Regions from separate parts of the Zea mays genome. Here all the other regions are linked to region 3. Evidence: chromatin contacts called from public Hi-C data. All regions are on one chromosome and are shown on one strand. Each heading gives the region's core, a stretch centred on a gene start, on an enhancer-like site or on the middle of the called end of the contact. The rest is flanking DNA. Distances are from core to core; before and after follow the strand shown. Region 1 holds the start of LOC100286046. Region 2 has its middle 4.8 kb from the start of LOC103629798. Region 3 holds the start of LOC100284999 (myristoyl-acyl carrier protein thioesterase).

What was found. A called contact is a pair of places that touch in the nucleus more often than the background predicts.
Region 1: a contact with region 3 is called in a Hi-C map of tassel, with 2.5 times the contacts expected there. The contact joins the promoter of LOC100286046 here to the promoter of LOC100284999 in region 3. A contact is called at or near these places in 5 of 25 Hi-C or Micro-C datasets (ear, leaf and tassel).
Region 2: a contact with region 3 is called in a Hi-C map of ear, with 1.7 times the contacts expected there. The contact joins the enhancer-like site here to the promoter of LOC100284999 in region 3. A contact is called at or near these places in 4 of 25 Hi-C or Micro-C datasets (ear, endosperm, leaf and 1 more).

The regions. Positions count from the first base shown.
Region 1 is chr6:113,561,267-113,563,966 of Zm-B73-REFERENCE-NAM-5.0, reverse strand. It overlaps LOC100286046, which reads right to left and starts at 1,269. Exons shown (of 2, transcript XM_008649761.2): 1 at 514-1,269; 2 at 1-73. The coding sequence starts at 1,113.
Region 2 is chr6:113,598,241-113,600,940 of Zm-B73-REFERENCE-NAM-5.0, reverse strand. No RefSeq gene overlaps it. Among protein-coding and RNA genes, the nearest start is that of LOC103629798, 4.8 kb to the left of the region's middle. Within about 2 kb of position 1,255, at least 10 of the 20 cell types and tissues checked have an H3K27ac peak or open chromatin away from gene starts, as enhancers often do. A contact at or near this core is called in ear and root tip, where this site is marked.
Region 3 is chr6:113,388,846-113,391,545 of Zm-B73-REFERENCE-NAM-5.0, reverse strand. LOC100284999 (myristoyl-acyl carrier protein thioesterase) reads left to right here and starts at 1,361. Exons shown (of 7, transcript NM_001157894.1): 1 at 1,361-1,637; 2 at 2,247-2,700. The coding sequence starts at 2,308.

The sequences.
Region 1 (2,700 bases), core at 20-2,519, 170 kb before region 3:
CGCCCGTGCCGTCCGCCACCGCGTGGTTGGTGCGCAGGCCCACCACGAAGCCGCCGCAGGTGAAGGCCGTGACCTGGCAAATAACGGCATAAAGAATTCACACATCCCGTTACGAGGCAGTAATTGTTCATATTCTATTGTTTGTTACTGGTAGTTAGTGCAAGTTTTAACTTGATGGAGAAAGAAGACCAATGAACTTGGAGATCCACCAGTTGACTTCTAAACCAACACCGTCAGGTTTTGCTTTGTTCAAAGCCTTGCCAATACGTATTATATAGGAGTAATATGCTAAATCATATCATCGAAATATATTTGTGAAAGTACACGGTCGTCTTTCTGACAACTTTTATGTTCCAAATTCCAATCATGCATGCAGTACGTTGGCTTTGCACGAAAGTTTGGTGTGTTCTATTTATACGGTCGTCGTCCTATCCAACCACTGCTTCTAACGCATCTCCTCGTTCGCCATTCTGCGCGTCAGAACAAGATATATGTACAGTGCGAAGCGTGCACCTGTATCATGGCAAGGCTGTTGTGCGGCAAGACGGGCCAGAGCTCCGGCGTGGGGCACGGCACGAGCTGCTCCTTGGCGAGGAGCAGCGGCCGCTCCAGGAAGTTGACGTCGGCGAGGGTGCAGTTGGCCACGGCCTCCACGAAGTAGACGCCCTCGGCAGAGCACAGCACGGCGGGGCGCCCCGGCACGTCCTCCACGATCCGGCCCGCGAACGGGTAGTAGTGCACCAGCGCGTCCGCCAGCGCGGCGCGCACCACCGCGGCCGGGGACTTCTTGGTGATCACCTCCTTCTTCGTCGGCGCCAGTGCGTCGGCGTCGCCCTCGGCCGGCGCAGCAGGCAGCAGCAGCGTCTTCGCGACGTCGTCGCAGCAGTAGATGTGCGTGGACTCGACGAGGCCGCGGTGCGTCGGGTACCGGTCGACCCAGGCCAGGGGCAGCGTCTCCGACGGCGTGTCGGCGGACGGCCGCACGGGGCCCTCGGATAGCTTGGTCACCGTGAAGATGCCCATGGCTCTGTGGTGGTCTTGTCGTCGCGCGCGTATGGCGGGGGCGATCAGAATTGTAAGGAGACGGCAGGCTCTCTGTGGGCGCGGGAGCATGACAGCATGCAGCGAGCGGCGCCGGGGTTTTATAGGACCAGCAGTCACTCCGGTACGGTAGTTGGGCGCCAACTTCTCCACGCATTTTTGTTACACCAGTTTTTTTTATTCATGAACTAGCATCAAGAAAAGACAAGAAGAGAAGGTGCTGTAAGAATGAAGACAAACTCTGATAGTTAGATGTAGATTAGATGAAATTTTGTCTGTAAGAATGAAGAGAAGGTAGGGATGAGATGTTCCGCCTACAGCTCAATTTCTTTTTTTAATTCAAAAATTGCATATATATAGTACAGCGTCCACTAGCTAATTTGACTTGTGTGTTCGTCCTCCAACCGCAATTGCACCGTGCCCATTGAAATCTGTTGATCGGCGGTGCATTCTAGTTAGGTAGCATTATTAGAGCAAGAAGTTTCGAATTCAATACCTTACCTTCAATTACTAGTACACAGAAGATTTATAGTGGCGGTTATGAACCTATTTTTATTAACGTTTTTTAGAACCGCTGATGCTAGGCGTCAGTTGAAATCATCATTTTCATATATGGATAATCGAGTACCGCCATTGATTTCACTCTCGCGCATACTCTTCGCTACCACTCCGTAAATTACATGCTTTGTGTCTAGTTTGTAGTTTTGTTGTCCACATATTACAAACAACTGAGTGTAAATTGTTTATTTGAGACCATAAACAAATTCAAATAAAAAACTTGTCAACTACAAAGTTAAATAACTTTTGAAGTTCTACAACTTTTATTTTGACACTTTTTTCATCCGATGTCGTTTGCAAAATCTGAATCTTAAATTTGACAAATTTAGATGCAATTTTTGAGAGCCGAAATGATTTCAAATAAAAACTTTGTTAACTATAAAGTTTCATAACTTTTAGAGAACTATAATTTTTATTTTGGTGGTTTTATCATACGAGACCGTTTGAAAAACTTAAAAAATAAGGATAAAAATAATTTTTAGTGACGGTAACCTTTACTAAAAATAGCAAAGTCAGTTGATAACCGAATCCGCCTGTAAAAATATACCACACCGTATAATTTAAGCCTTTTTCTACAAGTGAATTAGACGAAGCGAGCCTGCAGTGACAAAGAGAGTTGAACTATATGCCAGTATATTTCTACGTCGGCTGTGATTAATAAACACTTTTACGAACTCATCAGCATAACAGTAGACTTGGTTTGCAATGAGGCGTGCAATACCAATGACCCATTTGAAAATGCCAGCAATACCCATTGCGCCCTGCCAATATAATGCAATTGAGCAGCAAGTTACACAAGTCTCCGCTATACTGGTTGGCATGTTGTTTGACTCCACCACCGTAAAGCTTTTTATTGTTCGTCATCAAGTGATGCATCAACTCAGTTGTTTCAAACGCGACAAAACTGATAATCGATAATTGGCCTAAAAGAATATAACAGCTACACAGTGGCGGATACATGATTGATCCAATAGAGGCGCTAAGGCTATAAAAAATTAAACAAAAAAATATAATTAATATTTAATATGACACAAGAAACAAAATATAATTTAAACATTCAAGAAATATGTAGTCCAAAAATAAATCGATACGAATTCTAGA
Region 2 (2,700 bases), core at 6-2,505, 210 kb before region 3:
AGAGATGTTGGGTGATCATTCCTCCTATTTTACTCTTAGAATCGATGCACTCAACCATAGTGGTTTCTCTCTTTACCAAAAATGAGCCACTTCCTGCGCATGCTTGCTTACGATAGCGTTGCTGACTCCAGCGACGAGTATATCAAAATGGTGAAAAGCTCAGTCTTAGAGTGACTTAATTTTTTTTTGTAGGGGTGTCATTTTATGTTTTGGTGAGGAGTACAGTCGTTGTCTCGCCTTTGACGACTTTAGGTGTGTTTTAGCGAAGGGGAGGATAGATGATTTTCTGGTATGATTGGGAGTAGACCTAAGCATGGGCTACTCGACCCGACCAACTTGATCCGACCCGACAAAAAACCCGACCCAACACGACCAATGCAACAAGAGAGTATGAGCCATAGTTTTTTTTACCCATAATAATCCATGAACTGGATACATGCCATAGTTTTGACCCGCAATAATCTACGTACCAGGTACGAGCCTAGATTTTTGACCCAAAACACGATCCACCCGAAAAAACCCAGCCCAAAGCCAAAAAATCTAACCCAACCCAAATAAACCCGACCTGACATGTCCAACAGGGAGGCAGTGGCCAACCCGATTAAAAGATAAGTTTACTAGTGGTGACATTTGATTAAAAGATAAGTTTATTAGTGGTGTGTTGGATTAAAAGATAAGTTTACTAGTGGTGACATTTGATCTCTGACCATCATACTCGAGACAGTTGCCTCGTGTGACTTATGGATTTGACATGTTTTTTGGTAGGGTCAAACAACGACGTTAACATGCTGAACCAATTGTTGTTATTCACTGACGTGCTCAAGGGAGAAGCACCAAATGTGAATTTTATGATGAATGGGCATAATTACAACAAGGATACCACCTCGCTGATGGCATCTACTCCCGATAACCGGTGTTTGTGAAGACCATTCTCCTCCCACAGACTCCAAGTAGCAGATGTTTGTTGCATGCCAGGAAGGCATGCAAAACGACATAGATAGACCATCTAGGATCCTCAAGGGCTCAAGGCTTGCTTCCATATTGTCACTACCCTAGGTTATTATTTTCTCCACAAGTACTCGGTATGATCATGCTTCCATATTATCACTACCCTAGGTTATTATTTTTCCCACCAAGTACTCGGTATGCAGGGGCGAAGGGCCCGTTATGGCCAAATATGGCACGCGTCATACCTCAACTCGGCCCAGTAAAAAAGTGAAACCTAGCTATTCAGCCCAGCCCGCGCCATACCTCCGTCTCAGCACAGCACAGCCGACGCAGCACAACTGCACAAGATGGCCGCTCACGGCTCGCCCGCTCCTCGCCTGGCCGGCCGACCGCCTGCTCGTCCGTCCACGGCCGTGGCCGCTGCCCGCCTCCGTCTCTGGCTCTGGCTCTGGCTTGCTGCTTCCTGCGGGCTGCGGTCCTACATGGCCGCCTCTGCCTTCCTGCTGTGTGCGGCTCGTTGGGCGTTGGCCGCCCGGCGGCCGCACGGTCGTGCTCCACCTCCACTGCTCCACGACTGCTTCTGCTTGCCTGCTTTGTTGCTTGCTTTGATGTTTGCTTTGCTTTGCTGTGCCTGCTCCGCCTGCTTCGGTCGTGCTCCACTGCTCCGCCTGCTTGCTTTGCTGCTTGCAAATTCGGCTGCTTGCAAATTGCAAATTCTCCTAGACGTAACTAAAATAATTGTTGATTGGCATATAATCTATAAGGGATTCTTCATCTAAGGTACTTTTTAATGATATTTTTATACTAAAATTTTGTTTTACTGCAAGATATGTCTTTGTCATTGCCATACCTTATTTTTGGGTCGTGCTCCGCCACTGTCGGTATGATCATGCGTGCTTGTATCATTACACACAACATAATCATTAAGGATGAATATGAAGGAGCATATGATGTGCATAACTATGAGTTAGTCGAGTTCTTCGTTGCAACACTAACCATCACTTTTGAAGTATCCATGAGCTTTGCAGCCATTCTGCAACGTGAGGCTGCAATCCATGCTAGTTCGGCTCATGATCTGCTCTAAAATAATTTAATGGAGCATATCTAAAATGTGCACATGGAATTTGATTTTATTTTTTAATGCTCTCTCCTTTTATACTAAAGCATATCTGGAATATATCTAGTGCTCTCTATAGCATCTTAGAGTGGTTCTGTTTGTGGCTTCCCACATGCAATAGTGATTGTTTTTTTTTTCTAATTATCATTTGTAGTAAAAAAATTCAAAATTAAAACAGGCTACATTAGATTTTAATTTTCCCACAAAAATTATTTTTAAACCATATTTTATTTATACGGTAAAGCGGTAGAAGCGTACAACATTTGTGTGCAGAGCCATGCCGGAAAAAACCAGGACCCTGTACAAAACTATTTAATAAAATATCTTCTCATCAAATCACTAAAAAATAAAATTGTAAGAATATAAATAAACAAAATAATTAATAAATTATTTCAAAAGCAAAGTTAGCAAATAAATATATATACATATACTAAGATACCGGAGGTACCTTGTAATTTGGTTGGTTTTTTCCTAAGTACATTTGAACGTTCACAACCAAAGCTAAAGCTGATAACTTATAGATGCTATTTGAGTCCCTAATATATATGAATAGGATAGGGTCTGTAGCCTTGAGAGTGGAGACATACCTAGGCATGGGGGCCTGTCGCCCTGGATGTATCTTTGATCTTTCTCTA
Region 3 (2,700 bases), core at 112-2,611:
TCTTCTTCTTCTTAAATACTCGCAACATCCCGAATTCGGGGTAGGACAGGTTGGTTTCTCCTATCCAAATGCTCCTTCTGGAGAGCTTTTTTTATCTGTGTTTTTTACTACTTTGGTAAAGCAAGTTCCTTGGTTCTTTTATTTTCTTTACTTTTTTTTATATAAACCTCTTCAGTTGCATATTTAAATGCTGGTTTCAGACTTCGGTTGTAGGAGCCGTGGCTTCGGCCCTCAATCTAGGCTCCAAGCGGAGATGCATTGCAGATTTGCAGTGGCTCTAATATTCACTCACCAGGCTCGTTATGCTCGTTTAGGTCTTGTTTGAATAGGAGTGGATTAAAAAGGATTGGAGGGATTAAATCATCTTCTATTTAAATTTGAATATGAAGGGATTTAATCTACTTCAATCAACTCTAATCCCTTTTGAAACGAACGGTCCTTATTAGGATATTTGACTATACGAAGGCCAACAAAATCTCCAGCACAAAGAAATCACTACTTTTTATATATTGTTTGAGACTAAAATATATGCCTTGTTCATAGGCAATACTATGGTTTAATGGAATATACTAGAGTATTTTATATTTATAAAGTGTTTGTTTGCTTTCATAAAAAATGTTTTTAAAAATCATAGTATTCTATATACTATTGATATTTTTCAAGTATTAGGCTGCCTTCAGCAAGGGTATGTATACGGTCCTGAACTTTAAATATAGAGATTTACAGGTTTCTTTCCGTGTCCAACAGCAGCCTGTAAAGCGTACTCTAAAATAGAGGAGCACTCGAGCATCCGCTATCCCTGGAGTTCTTCTGCTGGTCTGCTATCAGGCGCTAGCAATAGCTTGACCGTCCAAAAGCACTTGCCAGTCGTACGATCCGTACATTGGCAGGGGTAGGAGCAATACTGTTTGCTACAAAAATATTCTATTTATATAGTTGGTATGTTATAGAGGATGAACTTTAGAGTACGTTGTTGGAGACGGTGAAGATATAGAGTACGGAATATTTTAGAGAGAACTGTAAATGACATATAATATTCCTTTAGAAGATGAAATTTAGAGAACGTTGCTGGAGACAGCCTTAGAAATTACACTCTAATCTAAAGTTTTTATGCTACAGTTAGTTTTTACATAAATATCCTGGTTTACAATGTTGTATTTAAATAATGTTTTTTAGAACTATATATTCTTAGAGCAGGTAAAGCTATAGTATTGTTATAACAAATACAAAGTAGTATTATAACTATAATTTAAAAAAATATTAGTGCCAAACAGACTCTCGGATAAAAAGTTTTCTGACAGTATTTCTCTCTCTCCCAGATCTAATAAAAAGGAAAATTTGCCGCCTCCCCAGACTCCATGTTTTAAAAGGTCGCGGTGGGCAACGAGCCAACGACCGGTGCCAGCAGAGACGACCGGCCCCGGCCCCGCCCCGGCCGCAGCTGCCCGAAGCCGCCAAACACCGCCAGTCCCCCACCACATCCGCCAGAACCCTCTCCCTCCCTCCCTCCCTCCCTCATCGGCGCGCCGCCAATGGCCGTGTGGTGAAGCGCACCCGACGGAAGAAGCAGGCACCAACAGCCAAGCCCCCTTTGCCCTTGCCCTTGCCCTTGCCCTCGCCGCCGCCGTCCGCGGAAGGTTCGTTCCCTTGTGCGCCCCCCGCCCGCATTCCCTGTCCCTTCATCATAGATTCGTAGTAGCGGGGTTGAGTCTATTCCTGGTCGGATTGCCTGCGCACGGCCGCCATGTGGCTATTCCACCGGATCAGCTGCAGGAGCAGCTATTTCTGGGCGCTTCGCTGTTCGGCCGGCTAACGTACGGGCCCTGACAGCTGGGGTGAATCGCGGGAATCCAGGATCCTTTGCCCCGGTTGGATCTCGAGTTTCAGGAAAACCTGCGCCCCTCTTTCTTCTCGTTTCGCCGCTAGATTTGGGATTCCTGCAGCTTCTTTTCTTGGCCTCCTTCTCGTCCTTGTAGTCTTGGGTGAGCTTTTATTCTCATTTTTCGTATGCGTTTATTTCTTCTCATGTTTGCAGTATTTGAGCGGGCTGGTTTGACCGTCGTTTTGTACCCGTACTTCCTCGAAGCTCTGGCTGGTCATTTGTTGCTTGTACTTTGTACCCGTGATGCGCATTTACTGTGTAGTAGATCTTGCTTTCTTTGTGTTGCTTGAATCGGGTTAACGAGTTTTTTTGTTTGATTTTGTGGTTTCTGTTGATGCTAATTGCTGTTCTCGTGCTGAATCAGGTTGAGATCCCAGGATTCAGACTGGTGCCATTCGATTTGATTTGGCGCGGGGTACTTTCCTATGGCCGCCTCCATCGCGGCCTCGCCCTTCTTTCCAGGGTCGCCGGCGCCGGCCGCTCCTAAGAACGGCCTTGGAGAGCGCCCAGAGAGCCTGGACGTCCGCGGCGTTGCGGCGAAGCCGGGAGCCTCGTCTAATGCCGTGAGGGCGGGCAAGACGCGCGCCCACGCTGCCGTCCCCAAGGTGAACGGTGGCAAGTCTGCGGTGGCGGATGTGGAACACGAGACCGTAACTGTACCTTCGTCGGTGCCGAGGACTTTCTACAACCAGCTTCCCGACTGGAGCATGCTCCTTGCTGCCATCACGACCATCTTCTTGGCCGCCGAGAAGCAGTGGACGATGCTTGATTGGAAGCCCAGGCGGCCTGACATGCTCACTGACACTTTTGGGTTTGGC